Linked DNA regions of Pan troglodytes: region 2 is linked to region 1. Evidence: chromatin contacts called from public HiChIP or PLAC-seq data. All regions are on one chromosome and are shown on one strand. Each heading gives the region's core, a stretch centred on a gene start, on an enhancer-like site or on the middle of the called end of the contact. The rest is flanking DNA. Distances are from core to core; before and after follow the strand shown. Region 1 holds the start of RPN2 (ribophorin II). Region 2 holds the start of BLCAP (BLCAP apoptosis inducing factor).

The links. HiChIP or PLAC-seq counts read pairs in DNA pulled down with a chosen protein or histone mark.
Region 2: a contact with region 1 is called in an H3K4me3 HiChIP or PLAC-seq map of stem cell-derived excitatory neurons, with 5 times the contacts expected there. The contact joins the promoter of BLCAP here to the promoter of RPN2 in region 1. A contact is called at or near these places in 1 of 7 Hi-C or Micro-C datasets (a lymphoblastoid cell line) and 1 of 1 datasets of contacts at active chromatin or transcription factors (stem cell-derived excitatory neurons).

Annotation. Positions count from the first base shown.
Region 1 is chr21:43,415,200-43,420,451 of NHGRI_mPanTro3-v2.0_pri, reverse strand. It overlaps RPN2 (ribophorin II), which reads right to left and starts at 3,050. Exons shown (of 17, transcript XM_016937887.4): 1 at 2,911-3,050. The coding sequence starts at 2,923. It overlaps MROH8 (maestro heat like repeat family member 8), which reads left to right and starts at 2,608. Exons shown (of 25, transcript XR_010154218.1): 1 at 2,608-3,057.
Region 2 is chr21:43,764,087-43,768,825 of NHGRI_mPanTro3-v2.0_pri, reverse strand. It overlaps BLCAP (BLCAP apoptosis inducing factor), which reads left to right and starts at 2,760. Exons shown (of 2, transcript XM_530289.9): 1 at 2,760-2,870. LOC107970015 (peptidyl-prolyl cis-trans isomerase A-like) reads right to left here and starts at 2,496. Exons shown (of 1, transcript XM_054674768.2): 1 at 1-2,496. The coding sequence starts at 623. The coding sequence ends at 126.

The sequences.
Region 1 (5,252 bases), core at 1,801-4,300:
GTGATGGTGGGTGCCTGTAATCCAAACTACTTGGGAGGCTGAGGCAGGAGAATCACTTAAACCCAGGAGGCAGAAGTTGCAGTGAGCCGAGATCGCACCACTGCATTCCAGCCTGGGTGACAGAGTGAGACTCCATCTCAAAAAATATATAAATAAATAAATAAAATTAAATTAAAAAAAGAAAAAATCTATCACGTGGTGTATTCATCAAATGTATACTGAGCTACTATGTGCCACACACTACTTTAGGTGTTAAAAATACAGCAGGAAACAAAAGAAACAAAACTCCCACCCTCAAAGAGCTTCTATTCTAGTGACGAAAGACATCACATGAAATAAGAACATTATTTATCACATTAGAAAGTAAGTGCTATGGAAAAAAATAAAGTACAGAAGAGATATTTGGGAAGGGCTGCATTTTAAATACGGTAGTCTATGAAGGACTAAGAAATAAACATATTGAGTACGGACCTGAAGAAGAAGCAAGTCATAAAGATATCTGGTGGGAAACTATGCTAAGAAGAAAAACCCAATATGGCCAGGCGCAGTGGCTCACACCTCTAACCCCAGCACTTTGGGAGGCCAAGGCAGGGGGATCACCTGAGGTCGGGAGTTCAAGACAAACCTGGCCAACATGGTGAAACCCCATGTCTACTAAAAATACAAAACATGAGCCAGACATGGTGACTTGGCCTGTAATCCCAGCTACTAGGGAGGCTGAAGCACGACAATCACTTGATCTAGGAAGCAGAGTGGGCAGTGAGCTGAGATCCTGCCACTGCACTCCAGCCTGGGGCTCTATCTCCAAAAAAAAAAATAAGAAAAGAAAAACCAAATGCAAACATTCTGAATCAGGAGTATGTACACATACGGTGTTTTGTGAGATCAGCAAGGACAGTACAGCTTGAGTGGAATAAGCAAAGGGTAAGAAGTAGATGAGGTAACAGAGGTAGCAGAGGACAAATCCAGAGGGCCTTGTATACCACCGTAGTGGAAGCTACTGGAAAGTTCTTTTTTTTTTTTTAGACAGAGTCTCACTCTGTTGCCAGGCTGGAGTGTAGCAGCGCGATCTTGGCTCACTGCAGCCTCCGCCTCCCGGGTTCAAGCGATTCTCCTGCCTCAGCCTCCCAAGTAGCTGAGACTACAGGCACGTGCCACCATGCCCAGCTAATTTTTGTCTTTTTAGTAGAGACGGGGTTTCACCATGTTGGCCAGGATGGTCTTGATCTCTTGACCTCGTGATCCGCCCGCCTCAGCCTCCCAAAGTGCTGGGATTACAGGCGTGAGCTACCGCACCCGGCTGGAGACCACTGGAAAGTTCTAAGCAGAGGAGCGATTTGACTTACACTCTAATGGTATTACTGTGTTGAGAATAAACAATACTGTGTGGAGAACAGACCATGCAGGTGCAAGGACAGAGCAGGGGACACCAGTTGGGAGACTACCGCCATAATCCAAGCCAGAAGATGATGGTGGCCCAAACCAGGGCAACAGCAGTGAACATGATGAGAAGTGATGAGAGTCAGTCTGGCTAGAATTCAAAGTCAAAGCCTATCAGAAACTGCTAATGGACAGAAAGACCTAAGAGAGAGCGGAGTCAAGATACTAATGCTGAATCCCCAATGCCTTGTGCACAGGCAGGTACCCAATATATGAAGATCTAGTGAATGGCTGCGACTAGCATTTTCCCACCTAGACCGTAAATTCCCCTAAAACAGCACCCGTGTCAGAATCCTAATCTTCTCACTCCATGTTAACGAGAGCAGTAACTTTTCTGACTAAAAGTTGAGCACTTAATATGTTAGGTATGCCCACGCTATGCTGTGCTTTGCACACACCAAATCATTAAATCCTCACAACATCTAAGTAAGGTGGCTATTTTCTGCATTTCACAGACCAGGAAAGTAAGGCTCAGAAGTAGTTACCTGCCCTAGGACACATCACTGAAAATCAAACTTCAGGCAATTTGAATCCAAAGTCTGCTTTTAACCACTTTACTCTCCTGAACTTCTCAAATAATGAAACGGTGAGCCACTGACTCATTCATGTGTCACCCTGGGCAAGTAAGTTCCCTTCCGTGGGATTCCAACTTCTCATCTGTCAAATGGTAGTAACAAGAGTACATGCTTCCAAAGTTACGATGAGGCTACATGAAATTCCACCCTGCACAGCGTCTACTCAGTAACTTCCAATGCAGTTAACTTAGTTCTTACCTAGGGCCATGCCCTGTTCTAAACTAAGCACGAAGATTATTTCACTTAATAGAGCAACTCAACGAGGCAGATAACGTGACTAATTTGACTAACTTACTTTACAGATGAGAAACTGAGGTGTAGAGGGGTTAAGTAACCTGCTTTGGGTTACACAATGAATACGTGGCCGACTGCAAGTTTGCACCTAGAGTGTCACTTGAGAACTTATGCTCCAGGCTCCCAGAGAGAAGTGAGGGTTTTCTTTGCCCCTTTCACTGAATGGGAAACTACAGGCCAAAGAAGGACAATCTGCCCAAAACCTCATACGGAGTAAGGGGCAGCGCCAGGACCAGAACCTTAGGCCACCTGGCCCAGAAGCCCGCGCGAGTGAAATGAATGAGGTCAGGCCTAGGCTAAGCGCGTCCGCGGTCCCCACGGCTGAGCCTCGGGGCGACCCGTAGCTCCGCGCTGCACCCCTCCCCCAGGCACCAACCCCGCCAGGTCGCGGGCACTCCCACCAGCTCGCAGCCCTCCTTCGGACCCTCGATCCGAGAGCGCCACAGCCAGAGCTTGTGCCCATGCCCCTGTCCCGCAGGGGAAGGGGATCCCGCCTGGCCGGCTCTCGAGCGGCGACTAGTAACCTCCCGCGGGCGACAGCCCTCTCCCCAAAGAGTGCTGGCCGGGGGGCCCTGTCTATAAGCCACGCGCAACTCCTCACCCGGCGGCGCCATTCCTCCGAGCAGGTCCCGCCGGAGTCCGAGCCGCGGGCTGACTTCCGCTCGGGAAAGTGGCTCCAAGAGCCCGCCACAGGGGACGCCAGGGACTCGCGGCAGGCTCTGCGGGCCAGGATGAGTTCTAAGCACAGGTCAGTGTCCGCGGCCCCGCTGAGCTTCGACGCTTCCAGCAGCCGCGGCCGGGATCCCAGTCCTCCCGCTCACAGGGCCTTGCAGTTCCCGAGGACAGACCCGCCTCTCCCCCGCGCCCAGGCCCACTTGGAACCGACCGTCTCGCAACGCTCCTATTCCGGGAGCTACCGGGACGCGGTTGGGCCAGGTCTCGGGGTGGGCCCGAGACGGGGCCGCTTCTGATTGGCATGTCTGCTGTCACTCACTCGTCTTTCTGCTGCCCGGCCCATTTTAAAGGAACAGGAAGGGTCTCGTCGGGAGGGGATAGCTTAGAAGGGATTTTTTTTTTCCTCTTTAGAAAATTGTGGCAGTTTCTGGCCGGGCGCAGTGGCTCACGTCTGTAATCCCAGAACTTTGGGAGGCCGAGGCGGGCGCATTACCTGAGGTGAGGAGTTCGAGATCAGCCTGGGCAACACGGTGAAACCCCGTCTCTACTAAAAATACAAAATTAGCCGGGCGTGGTCACACATGCCTGTAATCCCAGCTACTCGGTTGTCTGAGGCAGGAGAATCGCTTGGACCTGGGAGGCGGAGGATGCGGTGAGCCGAGATCGCGCCATTGCACTCCAGCCTGGACAACGAGTAAATCTCCGTCTCACCAAAAAAAAAAAAAAGAAAAAGAAAATTATGTCAGTTTTTTCCAAAGATTATCACTGGGGTTGTTAATAACTGACCTACGAGTGACGTTTTATCTGATTTGCAGAGCAATGCAGTGACTCATAGAGAACATATTAGGCCAGTTTTACAGGCTCAACATGGAGGTGGCTCATACAGGAACACCGCTCTAATAACTAGCGCCAACTACTGAATGTTTACAGTATAACCTGACACTGTGCCGAACGCTCTACAAGCATTATTTCTTTTCTTTCCTTTTTTATTGATACGGGATCTTGCTCTGTCGCCCAGGCTGGAGTGCAGTGGTGCGATCACAGCTTACTGCAGCCTCGACATCCTGGGCTCAAGCAATCTTCCCTCCCGCCTCAGCCTCCGGAGTAGCTGGGACTGCTGCCTTGCGACACCACGCCCAGCTAATCTTTAAAATTATTTTTGGTAGATACCGCATCTCACTTTGTTGCCCAGGCTGGTCTGGAACTCGGGCTCAAAGGATCCTTTGGCCTTAGCGTCCCAAAGTGCTGAGATTACAGGCTAATCCCATTTTAAAGAGAAGGAAACAGATTTGAACCTAGGCAGCTGACTCCAGAATCTGTGCTTTTAACTACAGTTTTATGAACATATAAAGTATGCACAATATCACTCTTATTAACGTTATTATTGTCCCAAATGTTATCCCGCATGGGAGAGAGTCAGTTCTTTCTGTGTCTGTTATGATAGCCACTAGCCTTATGTGGATATTTAAATTTGAATTTAAATGGATTAAAATTAAGTAAAATTTAAAATTCAGTCTCTCATTTGTACTAGCCACATTTCAAGTGCTCAGTAGCCACAGATAGCTAGTGGATATCAGATTGGACCACTCAAAATTATAGGACATCTTCATTATTGCAGAAAGTTCCATTGGGCAGTGTTGATGTAGAATATATAAAGAATTCTCCCAGCTCAAGAATAAGACAACCAACCAGTGGTGTGCTGGAGCTGTCTCATGCTATCTTGAGAGTCTATTGTTAAATTTGCAGTCATTTTGCAAATTGGTTAAATACAGCCATTTAGAAAATTATATCAATTTAGGATGAAATAAAGTATATTGAAAACAAAACTCATTATTTCCTAATTATTTCACTACATCTTACGTTTTGTGTGCTTTTGTGGTTGCTTACATCTGTTGTAACTGTGTGGTGGAAATATATGATAGTATGCCATTGAACATCTCTTCCCAAGGTAGTATTGGTAGCTTGATTTTGGCCATGATGGGAGTATTTACACCACAGACTCAGCATATGCAGCCAGGAACGGTGGCTCAGTCTGTAATCCCAGAGCTTTTGGGAGACTGAGGTAGGAGGATCAGTTGAGTCCAGGAGTTCGAGACCCACCTGGGCAACACAGCAAGACCTGCCTCTACAAAAAAAAAATTTTAATTAGCCAGGTGTGGTGGCTCGCATCTGTGGTCCTAGTGACTAGCTGTGGACCACAGATGGGAGCCACCACACCTGACTAATGAAAAAGAAAAAGACCAACAATAGCAAATGTTGGCAAGGATG
Region 2 (4,739 bases), core at 1,511-4,010, 350 kb before region 1:
AACCCAAAGGGAACTGCAGCGAGAGCACAAAGATTCTAGGATACTGGGAGCAAATGGGGTGGAAGGGTGCTCTCCTGAGCTACAGAAGGAATGGTCTGGTGGTGAAGACAAAACACAAGTCAAACTTATTGGAGTTGTCTACAGTCAGCAGTGGTGATCTTCTTGCTGGTCTTGCCATTCCTGGACCCAAAGCGCTCCATGGCCTCCACGATCTTCATGCCTTCTTTCACCTTGCCAAAGACTACATGCTTGCCATCCAACCACTCAGTCTTGGCAGTGCAGATGACAAACTGGGAACCGTTTGTGTTGGGTCCAGCATTTACCACGGACAAGATGCCAGGACCTGTATGCTTTAGGATGAAGTTCTCATCATCAGATTTCTCCCCACAGATGGACTTGCCACCAGTGCCATTATGGCATGTGAAGTCACCACCCTGACATATAAATCCTGGAATAATTCTGTGAAAGCAGGAAACCTTATAACCAAATCCTTTCTCTCCAGTGCTCACAGCACGAAAGTTTTCTGCTGTCTTTGGAATCTTGTCTGCAAATAGCTCGAAGGAGTAGGGGCCTAAGGGCGTGTCATCGACAGTGATGTCAAAGAACAAGGTGGGGCTGACCATGGCTGATAGTATGGGGATCCCAGCGGCATCTGCAAAGCCAGCTCTCTCTTTTTCTAAACAAGAGCTTCCACTACAAGACTCCTCTTGTCATTCAGTGTTGGATACTGGGTGTGGCTGCCATGGATGCATTGATCCTTTAGCCTGTAAGCAGCAGGATGGTGGGAGGCCACATTCAGGCCTGTTTTGAGTCTCAGCTGGAGGAGAAATGGACATCTCCTTGCTTTGGATGTGACCTCAGGAACTGGATAGCCATCTTGTGGCCATGAGCATAAACCAGCACAAGGACAGAAGATAAAATGAACCTCAGTCCTTGATGACACTGCCTAGCCACTGAGTGGCAGGCTACTTATTTTTTTAAGCCACCTGATGTAGTTGTGTGTTTAACTTGCAACATAAAAGATACAGTCCACCAACCTTCTTTATTCCCAAACCCCAACGGCTCCATTTCTGTTCTCTACAGCATCAGCCCCACTGAGCACTCCCTCCTTCCTGAAACCTCCTCTCTAGGACCCACACTCACTTGGTCCTCTTTCTACCCCACTGGCCACTGCTTCTTAGTCTCCTTTCCTGGATCCTCCTCTTCTTTTCTCTCCACCTTCTTTCACTTGCGTTCTCACCCAGCACCATGACCTTTGTATTGATGGCCCCCAGATATGTATCTCCTGCCCCAGCCTCCGTTCGCAGCTCCTGTGTCACATAAACCTGCCTACTCACCCTCTCTGCCTGCATGTTGCCCCGACATTTCAAACTTAACTTCTCAAAGCCGAACTTGATCTTCCCCCTCAGTCCGTTCCTCCTTCAGGCTTTATTGTCTTGGTCAAGGAATCTTTTACCCTTTCATTTACTCAAGGCTAAAACCTAGCGAGGAGTTATTGCCAATGCCTCCACATCCACCCACGTCCAATCTTCCACCCTTCCCTTCACCTCCCCAAGCCACCGCCCTGTCTGAGTCAGCATTGGCTTTTGTCTGGAAAGCTGCAACCACCTTCTAACTGGTCTGCCTACACCCACTCCTGAGTGCTTTCCAAGCCATGCGGCCTGGGTGGCCTTTCAGAAATCCAAATTTGCTATCCTTTTCCTGATGAAAATGGCTTCCCCTGACTCTCAAGAGAAAAGCCAAATTCAGTATGTAGCTGACCTGTTTTCTTCTGTGCTCACCTCACCCCAACTCTGCCGCTTCCCAGCTCCAGATCTGGGACAAATGTTCTTTCTGCCTAGAACATTTCCCCTCTCACTCTTACCCTAATCGCCCTTTGTTTCTCAACCTAAATGCCATCTTCCCAAGGAGGTTCCACCCTTTCCCTACATTAGTACTCCATTAATTTCTCCTAACACTCTCTACTTCTTCTCACAGCACTTCCCATGATGTGTAATCACGTATTGATTAAAGTCACTAATATACAGTGATTATATGACTGTCTCCCCGCCTACCCGCCATTAGACTGGCAGCGCCTTGAGGTCAGGGACACACCCAGGTTACCGACTCTACCTGCCCTTAGCACTGCGCTTGGGTACAGTAAGCGCCCAAGGAATATGCTTAATTAGCTAATAAATGACTACACGGACTCATTCAAGCCTCATAAAAGCCCTAAGGTGGGCATTTCAACAGAAGCCGGGTCGGGGTGGGCGAGGGGCTCGCTGGCCCAAGGTACGGGGCAAGTGGGGGAGCCGAGGCCTGACCCAAGGCAGTCCCAAGTTCTGAGCCCGGACCTTTCAGCTCCTGAGCCTTGGCTGCATGATGAAACGCTAGGGAGGGGGTGGACTTTGAGCCACGAGAAGGTTTTCCCGGAGTCCACGGACCATCCACGCGGGCAAGAACGAAGCGGGTTCACCAACAGGAACACAACCCGGCCCGCCCCGCGCTCACGGAGTAAGGATCACAATCTGCTGCATATGCATAAGGACACCCGGCCGCGCTTCGGGGATGTCCACACTGCGCCTGATAAAAATTATTCGGGCTTGAGGACCTCGGGGCTCCCAGAGTTTTGTAAAAGTGCGCACAAAGTCCTCAAAGGTGGTCTGTGGCGGATATTTACGGGAAATGGGGCGAGGGTGAGCCCCCTGTTCGGGCCGTGTGATCAGGCGTTTGCGGTAGACAGCCCGATCCCAGGATGGGTCCTCGGCCGGCTCGACTAGAAGACTAAGGGGGCGTCTCCCTGGCTTCCTGCGGCGTCGGTGGCGAGCTGAGGTGGAGGCAGGCTGCGGCAGACGGCGACAGTGGCGGCGGCGCCATGGCAGGGCTTGCAGGTACCGTGGCGTCAACCTGCTTGGGGCGGGATGAGAGGCCCTCCATGCGGCCGCGCCGCCATATTGTCCCTTCTGGGTCACCTTAGGCGTCGCCGGGTCCCCGTCACTGGGGTTTTCCTTCCGCATACCCCGGGAAGGCAGGGCGCCCCTGTCCGGCTTCAGGTGATTGCCGTGATTGGACCTAGCCTGGGCCTTGGGGGGTCCCTTCCCAGCCCGGAGGTGGGTCATAGTACTCCTGGGTGCTGGCTCTGGCCTTGTCCAAGGTCAGCGCCCTTGCAGGATGAGACAGGCAGAGCCGGGGGCACGGGGCTGGGAGCGCGACCACCATCTCTGCGGCCCCGGGTTCCACGGCAGGGTGCCCAGCTTGTGAGAGGCCTGTCACTCTGTCCCCATCAGTTTAGTTGCGTTGCTTTAGTTGCTTTTTTGTGGGGGGGGAGGTGGGGGGACGTGGGGGGGAGGGGAGAGAGGGTCTCCTGAGGCTCCGCTTCGGTGTCTGGGGTGATAGGCTGACGCTCTGCTAAGAGTCGCGGGCGCTTCTTACTCCCTCCAACTTTACATCAAGGGTGGACATCCCTTCCCTTTCCTTCTATAGACGTGGGGAGTGGCCCTCAAGGGCAGCTGAAGGAACGGAATGCCTGGCGCACTAATGGCCTGGAAAGGAAGCATGGGGGATGGGGGACAGTTGTTTTTTCCTTCCCCTTTCCAAATCTCCTTTAGTTTCCTTCCAGGCCTCCGTGTCCCATTTCATCGCCGAATGTTGGGAGATTGGGGTCTGTCCTCGGAAAGAAACAGCCTTTCTGTTTATAGGTTTGGATCGTCTATCCCTTTCAGGGAACTGGTGTGTTGGGGACGGCTTCTCTGCCCTGCCTGACATGGTCCAGTCATCCCGTCAGCCTTCTGGACGGCAACACCAAAGCTGGGACCAAAAAAAAGTTCCAGCTTAAGTGCTAATGCCAAGTGTTAGATCTTGTTTGCTTGTTTGTTTTAAATCAGAGACTAATTAATGTCAAGCAAATCTGTTAAAAGATTTGATCACGGGAAGCCTGGTCGGTTTCCAGTGACCAGGTCAATTCCATACCTGAAATTAGTCTTGTTAGAGTTGCTGCCAAAAACAGTTTAACCTTCAATCTGTAATATGTTGTTTCAAGGAGGAATCTGGGTTAGGCTGTCTTTTTTTGTTGTTGTTCTCCTATCTTTGAAACACATGCACTCCATTTCAAGCCTGTCCCTGTGCGATATACCAAGAACCACGCGTTGCCTGCCTCTCTGACTTCCTGCTCTGGAAATGCTCAGGAATCTGGATCCTGCTGGGGCATGCATGGGCCCTGTGGGAGGGCAAGTCGGGGAGGGGAGGATAAACAGGATCACTCCCAGGGAAGATGGTGACAACGTGTCTCTGGGGCATATAGAGGAAGTCAGAGGTTACTGGGGGAAAAGAGATAGTTGTTTGACTAGTGTTTTGTGTATGTGCATGAGTGCACACGTTTAAATCTCTGAGGGGGGGTGGGGGCGGTGGGGGGGGGAAGTTAACTGCAAATTCAGAATCTCCCTTTGGGGTGTTGGCTCCTGAGGAGATACACATTTCAAAATAGATATCTAGTAAATGGCTCACAGCAAACCTGCTCCCCGATCCAACAGTAATCCGTTGCCCAAGCTCAAGGAACTTGCCCCTGCCCTTCCCTGACAGCAGACATCCCTTCCTTCAGTGACAATTCAAATATTCCACAGATAAAGGTAACAGTGTCACATAGCACCCTGCACCCCTAAAAGTCAGGGTACCTAAACACCTCTGGACTTAACTTCAGTTCGTTAGGCTAAGAAACTAACATCCTGGAGTATTAGTCTCAAGGGTCTCTCACCTGTTGCTGG